Regions from separate parts of the Danio rerio genome. Here all the other regions are linked to region 3. A link is a contact called in public HiChIP or PLAC-seq data. All regions are on one chromosome and are shown on one strand. Each heading gives the region's core, a stretch centred on a gene start, on an enhancer-like site or on the middle of the called end of the contact. The rest is flanking DNA. Distances are from core to core; before and after follow the strand shown. Region 1 holds the start of ncam1b (neural cell adhesion molecule 1b). Region 2 holds the start of or91a2 (olfactory receptor, family 91, subfamily A, member 2). Region 3 holds the start of zbtb16b (zinc finger and BTB domain containing 16b).

Evidence for each region. HiChIP or PLAC-seq counts read pairs in DNA pulled down with a chosen protein or histone mark.
Region 1: a contact with region 3 is called in an H3K4me3 HiChIP or PLAC-seq map of embryo, with 4 times the contacts expected there. The contact joins the promoter of ncam1b here to the promoter of zbtb16b in region 3. A contact is called at or near these places in 4 of 18 Hi-C or Micro-C datasets (caudal fin, embryo, hematopoietic stem cells and 1 more) and 2 of 4 datasets of contacts at active chromatin or transcription factors (caudal fin and embryo).
Region 2: an H3K4me3 HiChIP or PLAC-seq map of embryo shows a contact between it and region 3, with 6 times the contacts expected there. The contact joins the promoter of or91a2 here to the promoter of zbtb16b in region 3. A contact is called at or near these places in 1 of 18 Hi-C or Micro-C datasets (embryo) and 2 of 4 datasets of contacts at active chromatin or transcription factors (caudal fin and embryo).

What each region holds. Positions count from the first base shown.
Region 1 is chr15:21,016,732-21,020,334 of GRCz12tu, reverse strand. ncam1b (neural cell adhesion molecule 1b) reads left to right here and starts at 1,884. Exons shown (of 21, transcript NM_131831.1): 1 at 1,884-2,145. The coding sequence starts at 2,094.
Region 2 is chr15:20,669,745-20,673,478 of GRCz12tu, reverse strand. It overlaps or91a2 (olfactory receptor, family 91, subfamily A, member 2), which reads left to right and starts at 1,310. Exons shown (of 1, transcript XM_017351101.4): 1 at 1,310-2,557. The coding sequence starts at 1,310. The coding sequence ends at 2,290.
Region 3 is chr15:20,802,638-20,806,338 of GRCz12tu, reverse strand. It overlaps zbtb16b (zinc finger and BTB domain containing 16b), which reads left to right and starts at 1,934. Exons shown (of 7, transcript XM_693182.8): 1 at 1,934-1,983.

The sequences.
Region 1 (3,603 bases), core at 635-3,134, 210 kb before region 3:
TATTGAATTAATACATGACACCTTTAATTAATAGCAACTAATGTACTTAATATATTAGTTGCTGCTACAGTAGACTTTTGAATGAGTTCTTTTCTATGTTATACTGTATATTCAATTATGATTAGCTTCATTAGTAATTGAAATGACTAATGAATGACTCATGAATAACACTATACATACACTTCCCCTATTAAAGAAGATCTGTATAGCTGAAATGCTTGTCCTTGGTGATTCATACAATCACCATCAAGAGCTAGCAAGTCAATAAATATATAAAATTGAAATTCAAACAATTGTTAACCAATCAAAATAAATAACTTTGGCTCTCAACGATATTATGCCATTATCTTGCATTGTAAAAATCCATGAGTAGATTAACAGAAACATTTAAATTTTTGAATGAACTGTTCCCTTAATTAAGCATTCAATTATGGTTATTACACCACCTGTAATGTAAAGTGTTGCTAAAATAATGAATAAAAACCTAAAATGATAAATTATGTAAAAATGCTCGGTTTAGTTCTGCCTAACTGTGGAAGGATGCAATTATTTCTTGTTGAAAATATATTGAAGCAAATAAACCTCACCGTGTAATGCATGCATGAACACAATAACAAGTCTAACTGCCAATTCTCACTCACGCTAAAACACTTGGCCAAAAGCACAGCTTTAAATTGGATACTTGGATTCTACTTTTAGATGATCATTGTTCTCTGAAAGTTCATGGCTTCTTTTCTAAAGCCACAGTGAAAAGCAGTGGCTCTTTAGCTCTGCATGGGTTATAAAGAGATAGATAAAAGAAACATCAGTGAACTGATCCGTGAGGGAGATCATTATTTCAAGAATGACAAAATGGGGCACCGCCTTCACTTTACGCAGGGTTTTCAAACTGGGGTCCAGGGACCCCCTGGGGGATGCAAGGTAGTGCTAGGGGGTCTGTTGAAAAGTTTGAAAAAAAAAAAAAAAAGTAAATAAAATTAAATAAATAAATAAATAATGAACATGGATAGCAGTAATAACAAAAAAAAATTAAGACTTTATTCAAATAAAAATTACATTAAAATTAGACAATTGTATTAACATAAATATAAAAGAAGCTTTTTTATTATTAATTAAAACTAATTAAATTGTAAAATAATGGAAAAATGACTAAACAAAATAAAATATAATCTATGCGGAGTTTGATTTAAAAAATATTAATGATATTTAAAATAAGATGAAATTATTAATAATATATAAATAAATACAAACATATTTAAATAAATAAATAAATATGCAGTAGTAAATAATTACTGTAAAAAATATTGTAAATACACAAAAGAATCCTTATAGTTTATCTATTTAAGATGGGTATTTTGCACATGGATGATCATATTTGGCGGACCATGAAATTAAAAAAAAAAAAAAACATTGAAAACCCCTTATATATGCTAAACAACGGGTCTTTTAAAATTTTCTTCTCGATTTGTTATGAAGAATACAGTCTCCTTTCATTATTGTTTCATCTATCTCCAGTCCATATCAGTGCATACTTTAGGAGTATTATTTCTTCTTGGAAGAAGGAAATCATACAGGTTTGGAAGAAAATAAGAGTGAGTAAATGATAACAAAATGCCTCAGCTGAACTGCTATCCCTTTAAACATTCGAGTATAACTCAACCTACCCGAAGTATTGTACGTGATAAAGACTTGTTACTTGATTTTCCCTCCCATTCTTTCCTCTTTCTCGGTCAGATGGATGTGGGGATCGTGTTTGGTTTCCAGGCTTTGGTTCAGTGCTTCATTTGATCATATCGCTGTCTCTCCTCAGAGGCGCCGCTGATTGGGCGGATTAATTCGCGTGCATCTTGAAGCTGCGTGTGCACGCGCTTTTGCCTCTCAGTCTCAGCGCGCGACATATGGGCACGCGAATCTAAACCGCAACAATATCAATACAGTCCAAGCGTCGGGGATTCTCGTAAACAATCGCGTCCCGTCCAGAAAACTTCGCGGAAACTTCTCGGGCATCATTTTACGGATTACGGATTCTTCGTTTCTAGCACGGAAGGCAAAAACAAACAGTAAACACACTGTGTGTTCATAAAGGGAGTGCAATGTTTCCGACCAAGGCGATAATCTTGGTGCTTCTTTTCTTTGACAACGCAGGTAAGAGAGCGTTATGTGTTATGCAGTAGGCTAACCCTAAACACAAAAAGTTATATAATGATAGCAGTGGTTTTGTGCAATTTTCTTTCTGATTTGCATGCTACTTTTATGGGCAGTGATGTGGTGATGCTGGTGTCACTGGCAGGTGCATCTCTGGACCTGTTTGAATTCTGTTGTTCTCATTGATCTGCACTGTTGCATAGTTTGTGAGGAGCAACGTGTTGTTTACTACTTTCATGCGGTTTCTTGTGTATCCTTATAATAATAATACATCTTATAGGAACTGCTGTGTGGGCTAATTTGCTAGGCTATATCCAAAGGGCTTTGACAATAGAACCTGTCCTTAACATGAGAGGATTATCGAGCTAATATTATAATCAGTCTTGTACTCTGAGTTAAAGCGTCTGCAGGATAGCAGAAGAATCGCATTGATTTGAATTGATCCTTTGTAAATCCTTATGGGACAGTGGGATGAATTTCTTGGCAGTCCACCTGCTGCACGACTCGAGAAAGATCCAATCAGGGAGTTTGGGCGGGAACTGTCTATGATGTAATTAACCTGTTTTGTGTATCAATATTACATCATACACGACGCGGAATCCCAACTATAATGCAGTTAAGAGAATGTTATCACTGCAAAAGCCATTTTGATTGTAATTGGCAAACTTGAATTGAATTTTGAGATTATAAATGATGTTAATTGCATCTTTTATAAATATTTATTACATTTTTGGAATTTATAAATGTTTATTATTTAATGTTTTTTTCTTTATTAGATGGGTTTTACTCTTCAAAAGCAAAAACAGGTGTTTTCCTAAAATCTAAATTTTACTGTCTGAAATAATGAAAGTTTACTTAAAGGGTTCAGCCTAAAATAAAAATAAAAATTCTTCACGTTTCCTCACTTTTGACTTGTTCCAATCCATTTTGAGTTTCTTTTTTTCTGTTGAATTCACAATATGATATTTTGAAGAATGTTGGAATGTTGTAACTGATAGGAAAAACAAATAATATGGAAGTCAGTACTTAGAGGCTTCCAACACATCTTGTTTTGTACTCTACAGTAGAAAGAAACGTAAACAGGTTTGGAACAAGTGGTGGATGGGTAAATGATGCACAATTTTCATCTTCGAGTGAACTATCCCTTTAAATTTGCCTGCATTGTATTAAAGAAAACTAGTTTTTTAAAAGACATAAAAAATGACTTATTATTTACACTCTAAAGAATAAGTAACAAGAGTAATACCTACTTAAAAACTGTAAAAGCAACATGTCCTATGGCTAAATAATAAAATATTATTGAAACATATTTATTAAATGTAGTACTTGACTGTTTGTCTACTTGCATTACCTTTTTCTTGTTTTTTTGTAAAGAGTGCATCATTTTTGATCATTACGTTTTTATGTATTTATGTTTTATTTATTTTCTTATACATGTTTGTTGAGTCGTTTATATAT
Region 2 (3,734 bases), core at 61-2,560, 130 kb after region 3:
TCCTTGGGTAAAAATGGAGCTAGAATTTTCACTCATTCCTCTTTAGGCTAGACTCTTCTCTTACAATCACTCCAAACGTGTGTAAATATGAGTCTATTTCATCCAGGGTGCTAAGTTTGGTAGAATGATGGTAGGCTGCAATGCTGGGGTCCGGGAGCGAAACTCACTTGGCCAGCTGTAGCAGCTCTTGTTCCAACCATTCCTGTTTAGTGTCCAGCGAGTCTGTGAACACTTGCTGTCTTGTGGAAATCTCCACAAGGTGGTGTATAATTTCTTCCATGGCCGTTGACGTCACTGCTCTGGGGTACCTGGATGGCAGAAGGCGTAGAGATTGGTGTGGAGAGCGGCTGGGTTGCTGGAACAGACCAAGGACAGAATTTAAATATTCCCATTTCACAGTTTGGATGTGTTTTCTGCCCGCATTCTCCACCAGTTGTGGCGAGAAGAGGAACAAATGCAACGCAACACTGGACTGGATGTACACCCGGAGCGTGATTTATTTACAAGTATTTTCCAGAAGCAATGCAAGAAGATAAGTGGTGTAGACAGGGATGCTTCTGAAGGGTGAGTGAAGGGAACCTGGGAATCTGCAGAGGTGCAGTCGTGCAGGCTCGGAAGTTAAGTGACGCTGATCTATCGGCTGGAGTCTGTGTGAAACAGAGAGGTATAATTGTCTGGGTAAGAGTGGAGATCATAGCTCACTGAAGCACTCATGTCTTGTCCTTAAATCCTCTCCCTCTGATGTAATCGCGGTGGCGATGATCAGCGTTGATGAGGTGTGACCAGGTGACGGCAATTTGTCTCTCGCCACACTATCCAGTAAGTAACGTCTTGTTTTGTTCAGATCTGTCTGTTTTTCACTTGGATTTGTACAGGTACAATGTACAGGTGCAATGTACAGGTCTATCTATGTCTTTTGATTTAAAGTGTGTTATGTACAGTAACTCTATTGCTCAATAAGTTTCACTGGCACCAGTAATTTCATATTTGCTCCTGGCTTTCCCTGCCTTCCAGTATGGTGGTGTAAACAAAATGACTATCATGTTGTCTGGAACTCTAGAAGCATAATATTAGTTCATTAGGCCTTAAGTGCTGAATGATGCAATTTTTGTCCAACTTTACTTCATCATATTCATCTTAAATGATGAAATCAGTGCTGTGGTCATAGAAACATCTGCAATGCTGAAAGACAAGCATTTGTAAACAAAAAGAGGTCCAGCCCATCTAAAGCTATATAAAAACAGCACAGAGGAAGGAAAGCTCAGATGTTTTTCCATCTTTTTTATGGCAAGTTTATTTTGCTGTCATTATGAACTCCACAGCAAACAGCAGTCTAGGCAACACATTTATTTCAAAAGCAATAAAAGAGAAGTCTTTGACGGTGCAGGTGCTGGTCGGTATTCTTCTGTATGTAAACGGACTGATGATTTTCACCTTTCTGAAGAAGGAGACCTTCAGGGACACACGCTACATTCTGTTTGCTCAGACTCTGTTTGTTGACTCTGCTATTATGCTATTTGCTGATTTAACCCTTGTAGGTTCGGCTTACCAATTGTTCATTCACATTATTTTTTGCTACATCTTCTGTACAGTCATGGGTTGGCTCAGTATTTGTTCACCTGTGACTCTTGTAGCCATGTGTTTGGAGCGCTATGTGGCCATATGTTTGCCTTTAAGACATGCCAGCATCTCCAGTCCCAAAAACACCATCAATGGGCTTCTAATCGTATGGGGTGTCAGTGGTGTTGTCCCAGTGGTTATTTTTATTATCGCATTCGCTTATACTCCTACTAACGCCATGAACTCTTATGTTGTGTGTAGCATTGAGGTCATGTTTCAAGTGAAATGGTTGGCAGACATGAGAGCAGCAAGTCATCAGTTGTTGTGTGTCATAACATTGTTTATCGTTGCCTCCACCTACATCAAGATTATGGTTGCGGCCAAATCAGCCTCAGCCGAGAACAAGAAGTCAACATATAAGGGTCTCAGAACTGTTATTCTCCATGGCCTTCAGCTGATTCTGGGTATGATGCAGCTTATAACACCGTATATTGATATTCTAACATTGAAAGTAGATATCATGCTGTTTATTAATGTAAAATTCTCAAATTTCATGTTGTTTTGGATCTTGCCCCGTTGTTTGAGTCCCTTAGTTTATGGATTACGAGACAAAAAGTTTTATAATGCTCTTAAATATTATGCCTTTTGTGGCATTTATGTTTATAAAAAGCACAAAATAAAAGATAGTAAAACTATTGGAGGTGCTTTGAGCATTTCCATACACAATTAAACCTTACACAACGTATAGTTTGTTACTTCATTAGAATAAACAGCACAAATGTTTAGCATTGATTTTACATTCATATGCATGGCTAGATGTAATTTATTTTATTAATTATGTGTTTATTAATCTATCTGTCTATAACTGTTCACATCAAATTAAATTTACAGAAGTGATTAAATAAATATAAAAAGCATGTTATCTGAAAATAAAGTATGAAAATAATGTTTCAAATAACTTTTGTGAAAGTAACATGTCAAATATATGGGTAAAGTCATGTTCATGGTCATTTACTATTTAACATACATATTTATATAAAATGTAAGCAACATACATATTCTGACATGGACAATTAAGTATTCAAAGAATAAATAATCATACTATATTAATTACATGACATTTAAATGAGTGGTTTGAAGGGCAGTGAAAAACTATAAAGATTTAAAATAAAATAACCAGTAAGAGTTAAGAGTTAAGAGTAAGAGCAGAGTATGAATGTTTAATTAGCAAAGGAATTACATAGTTTTCCTTAAAATATTGAATGCATAAAACATTATCGGTGACATATATGCGTCTCATTGGCACATCTGTGATCAAGACGACAATTCTTTGTAACATATCCAGATTAATGTGAGCATACCACCATTGATGGTAAGAGTACAAAAAATTGTACTTAAATACAAGTACTGTTACATTGCTGAAATTTTACTCAATTACAAGTAAAAGTACTGGTGTTAAAAAGTACTCAAGTAAAAGTACAAATTACTCTTCGTAAAAACTACTCAAATTACAAATTACTTTTTTAGCTGGTGGTATTGGTGGAATTATCCATAAATGCAGAGTCAGACAAGAGCCAGGCAGTAAAACATTTTACATAACACATTTAAAGATATTTTAAACACTAGATACTGTTAACAGCATTAATTATAGATTATAATTGTAGAGCACCTATAGACGAAACCTACAAACATGGAGAGAACATGCAAACTCCACACAGAAACACCAACTGACTCAGCCAGGGCTTGAACAAACAAACTTCTTGCTTTGAGGCGATAGTGATACCCACTGCACACCATGATTATTTTACAAAAACAATGTTTTGCTATTTTGAGTATAAAGACAACCGAAATATGCACAAATAAAAATTAACTTTTTATAATTTCAAATGATGCCTCTCTTATCTGTACGAGCAATAGATTAATTAGAAAAAACACTTGCAAATTATGGAGAAACTTTGTTAATTACCAAATTCGCAAACTGAATTATCCAGAAACCACAGAACAACACTACCTAGTGCCTAAACATATTAATAATAAATTAAAAATCACACAAAATATGGTTATATGTCTTCTTACCATAATGTGTTTTTTTCAGATTACAGACTGAAGTCTTGTAACAGGGTTTCTTCAGATATCATGATGTCAAATTTAAGACTTTTTAAGACCTCTTTAAG
Region 3 (3,701 bases), core at 685-3,184:
AATTTTTATTAAATAATATATTAATTTAAACTGCACGGTTAGACATTACTAGGCTTTTTTTACAGTAAAATACTCTTTCCTTTTATTGCAGCAAAACACTGGCTATTTTACAGTTATGTACTGCACGATTCACAGTAAAGGTTAACAGTGTGTATCAGTCTAAAGTAATACTGTAAATATGCACTCATTTTTATTGTATTGTTTGACGTTATTAAGACTGATAAAGGTGACACAGGATGAAAAAAATACCTTATTTTGCACATGTATATTTTTGGCAATAGACAAAAATACGTTAGCACTGTCGCCACACAGCAAGAAGGTCTCTGGTTTGAGTTCTGACTGGGTCAGTTGGCAGTTCTTTGAGCAGTTTGCTATATTCTGCCCGTGTTTGCATGGGTTTCTTTCAGGTGATCTGGTTTTCCTCCACAGTCCAAATACGGTGTAGGTGAATTAAATAAACTAAATTGGCCACAGTGTGTAAATGGGTGTTTCCTAGTACTGGGTTGCAGCTGGAAGGCCATCCGCTATGTAATATAAATGCTGAATAAGTTGGTGGTTCATTTCTCTTTGGTGACCCCTGATGAATAAAGTCGAAGAAAAATGAATGAATGAAAAAATACATATAAGTCAAAACAATTGATATGTCTTATCTCATTAGAATATTAAACAAAGATCAAGTTTCATGAAGATATTTTTACAGTTTCCTGCTGTAAATGTATCAAAATCCAATTCATTAGTATTAATGTGCATTGCAAAGCATATCAATTTGTCAACTTTAAAGACTTAAAATTTTCCTAGTACTTAGATTTTTTCTAACTCTTGTATTTCAGATTTTCAAATAGTTGTATCATGGACAAATATATCCTAACAAACCATATATCAACGGAAAGCTTATTTATTAAGCTTTTAGGAGATTTCTAAAAGATTACACGTCTGATTTTTGTGGTCCAGGTCACAAGTGAAGTTTTTCCCCAGCAAGTGGCGCTATTTCATTACGCTCGTGTATCAGAAAATGAGACGTGACCGCACGTGCTTCATATAAACATACTCGACAACACTAACACATGCAAGTCAGACAGCGAGTCTGTTCCAATGCAGTTTGTTTTGTTTCTTAACATCGAACAAACTAAATGCACTGTAATGCAACTTTCTGAAAGCCTTTGGGTAAATTGTTATCAATCTAAAATTGCAAGGAACAATATTGTGGTCAGTTTATGTTAGGGTGAATTTATTACAGTGTAATTATACTTTTAAATACCGAGTGTGGCTGTATTAATTAACATGTACTCACCAGAGGGCTAAAATAGCTAAGTTTGGTTCAGGGTTGGTTGCATATAATTACCCAAACTAACGTGTAAAAGGGCTTTTAAAATTATTTATAATAATAATAAAACGTAATCATCAAAGTGGCAGAGTAAAACAGCCACACAAATATCTAGAAGTCCTCAGATGTTTTCAGGGTTACAGTTTAGGGAATAAAGCAGCATGTCTCCAGATTAGAAGACTACGGGATTAGACTGATTCTACATTCATTGGCACTGTACTGTTGTGCGTCCTTTTATTCTCATTCATCGTTTCTTCCCTTCATTCATTGTCAAGCTTAAGCCCTTTTAATACAGTCGTGCTCTTTAAACTTAACACATCAACTGAGGGAACTGTAAGAGGGCTGTATATATTTCGCTGTTAATGACCGATTCCCAGTCATACGCAAATGCTCATAAAGAGTTTGAGTTCGATTCAGGCAACAAGGTGCTGTTTTCTTGAGCAGCTTCCATCCTGAAAGCAAAGCACTAATAATCGCGGGGCTCGTGCGCGCGGCGTCTTGGCGCGCCTCAGTGAAAACAGCGAGCCATTGCTTTGACGTCACGCTGATGATGATGATTGGAATCCGCACGGCGAGTGTAGAGCGCGTGAAGCGGCTCCTCTGAACCTCAGTATGTTGATGCCTTAATAACAAGTGTTCAATTTACGCGCCAGTTGCAGGTAAGTGAAAATAACTTCGCCGGTAAAGCTTTAATTGTTCCCCATGCTGAGTGCGACAGTATGAATGCCTATTAGTAGGCGAAAGTGCTGCGAGAATGAGTTCATTTAGCGTTGAGGATGCAACTTGTTTCTTGTGTTTTAAGACGTAGCACGCGCGCTCCTGCGTGTTTGTTTGCGCTTTCTGGACACGTAGAGTAAGTGTTATAAAATGATTTCATTTGCGAAGTAACTGCTGTTAATGTTGCGTAAAACAACTTGTCGGTCAGGTGCATTTGGAAGGGCTGAATGTTGAGACAGACTGTTGCACGGATGGCTTCGCGGGGTCTGATCTTTTGCTTATCATGTCATCCTTCGTAAACCTGATATAATCGGTAATGTTTGTCAAATCATGGTCAGAGGCAGGAGATAAATAGAGATGTGAGTCTAATTAGTAACTCTCACGTTATCAGTGTACGTTTGCGTGATTTAAAGGCTGAAAGGTTAGGAGAGCTCAACCTTTTCAGGGTTGAAGATGCATCCCCACCTTTTTTTCCTCTTCATTATATCGTTATTTGTAAATGAAGCGTTTGGTGCAAGCTACATGTTTTTAAGACTAATAGAACATGCACTTAGTGTCTTGATTGCAATTTACACATGCGGACTAAATACATATTGAGGTTTGAAATAAAACAGGAGGTTGGACGATACTTAGGAAATTGGCATTTTTTGTTATTTATTTGTTATGTTAAAATTGATTGCACACTATTACTTTATTTTATAATATACATTTTATTTGACGTTACCTATGATATATTATTAATTAATAGGCCTAATATTAATTGATGCGGATATAATTTTGCTGCATATTGATATGTTAAACTTAATTGTTTGTTATCTATATCTATTTAACTCATTCATAATCTACTCTATCGATTTTTTTTTAAAGATCACGACTGTAGCAATTGCTTGGTTAGTCCAAGGAAGGTGTGAGTGCAATACCTATGCAATACTTCAGAAACTGATACTTTACAGTACATATATTTATCATCTATTTTTTTCTTACCATCAATTGATATGATGTTAAATAATCTAATAATTTGTCATAACAACAGACAAATCTTTAATTATGGTAATAGGTCTAATAGTCATTCACGCTTAAAAGAAAAACAAAAATGTTTAGAATACTAAGTCAGCTTTATTAGTTATTGTGTCAGACAAAAATGTGAATCAGCTGAACACTTCAGAAACTTTTGCTGATATTAGCTGAACTGTAAATAAAAAATGTACAGAATTTTAAAATATACAGTATATGACCAACAGTCAGTCTTGTGGTTTTTCTACATGTCACAACAGAAATGCCTTTAAAATGTCGCTCCTGGGGTGTTTTTATTATTTTCGACTGCAGGAATGTGACTCGGTGTTGCTACAAAGTGGGCCTACAATTAAAACAAATTATGCTTTTTGCCTGAAGAACAATATCATAAATGCAAACTCATCCAGAGCATGTGCCGAATGCAGTCAGTTCAGTTTCATCTGGCAGCCTTCCATTACTATAGCTGCGATTGCATAAGATTAAGTACATGTTGTGACGATTGGCTAGTGCTTCTTTATGGCGGTTCAATAACAACAACAACAACTCCCCTTTGACTCTTTCTCAATGCACTCAGTTAACCTGTTTGAGTGATGATTAACGTGACCTGTGTAACTTAGATGAACACATCTGACGTAGTATATTTGGT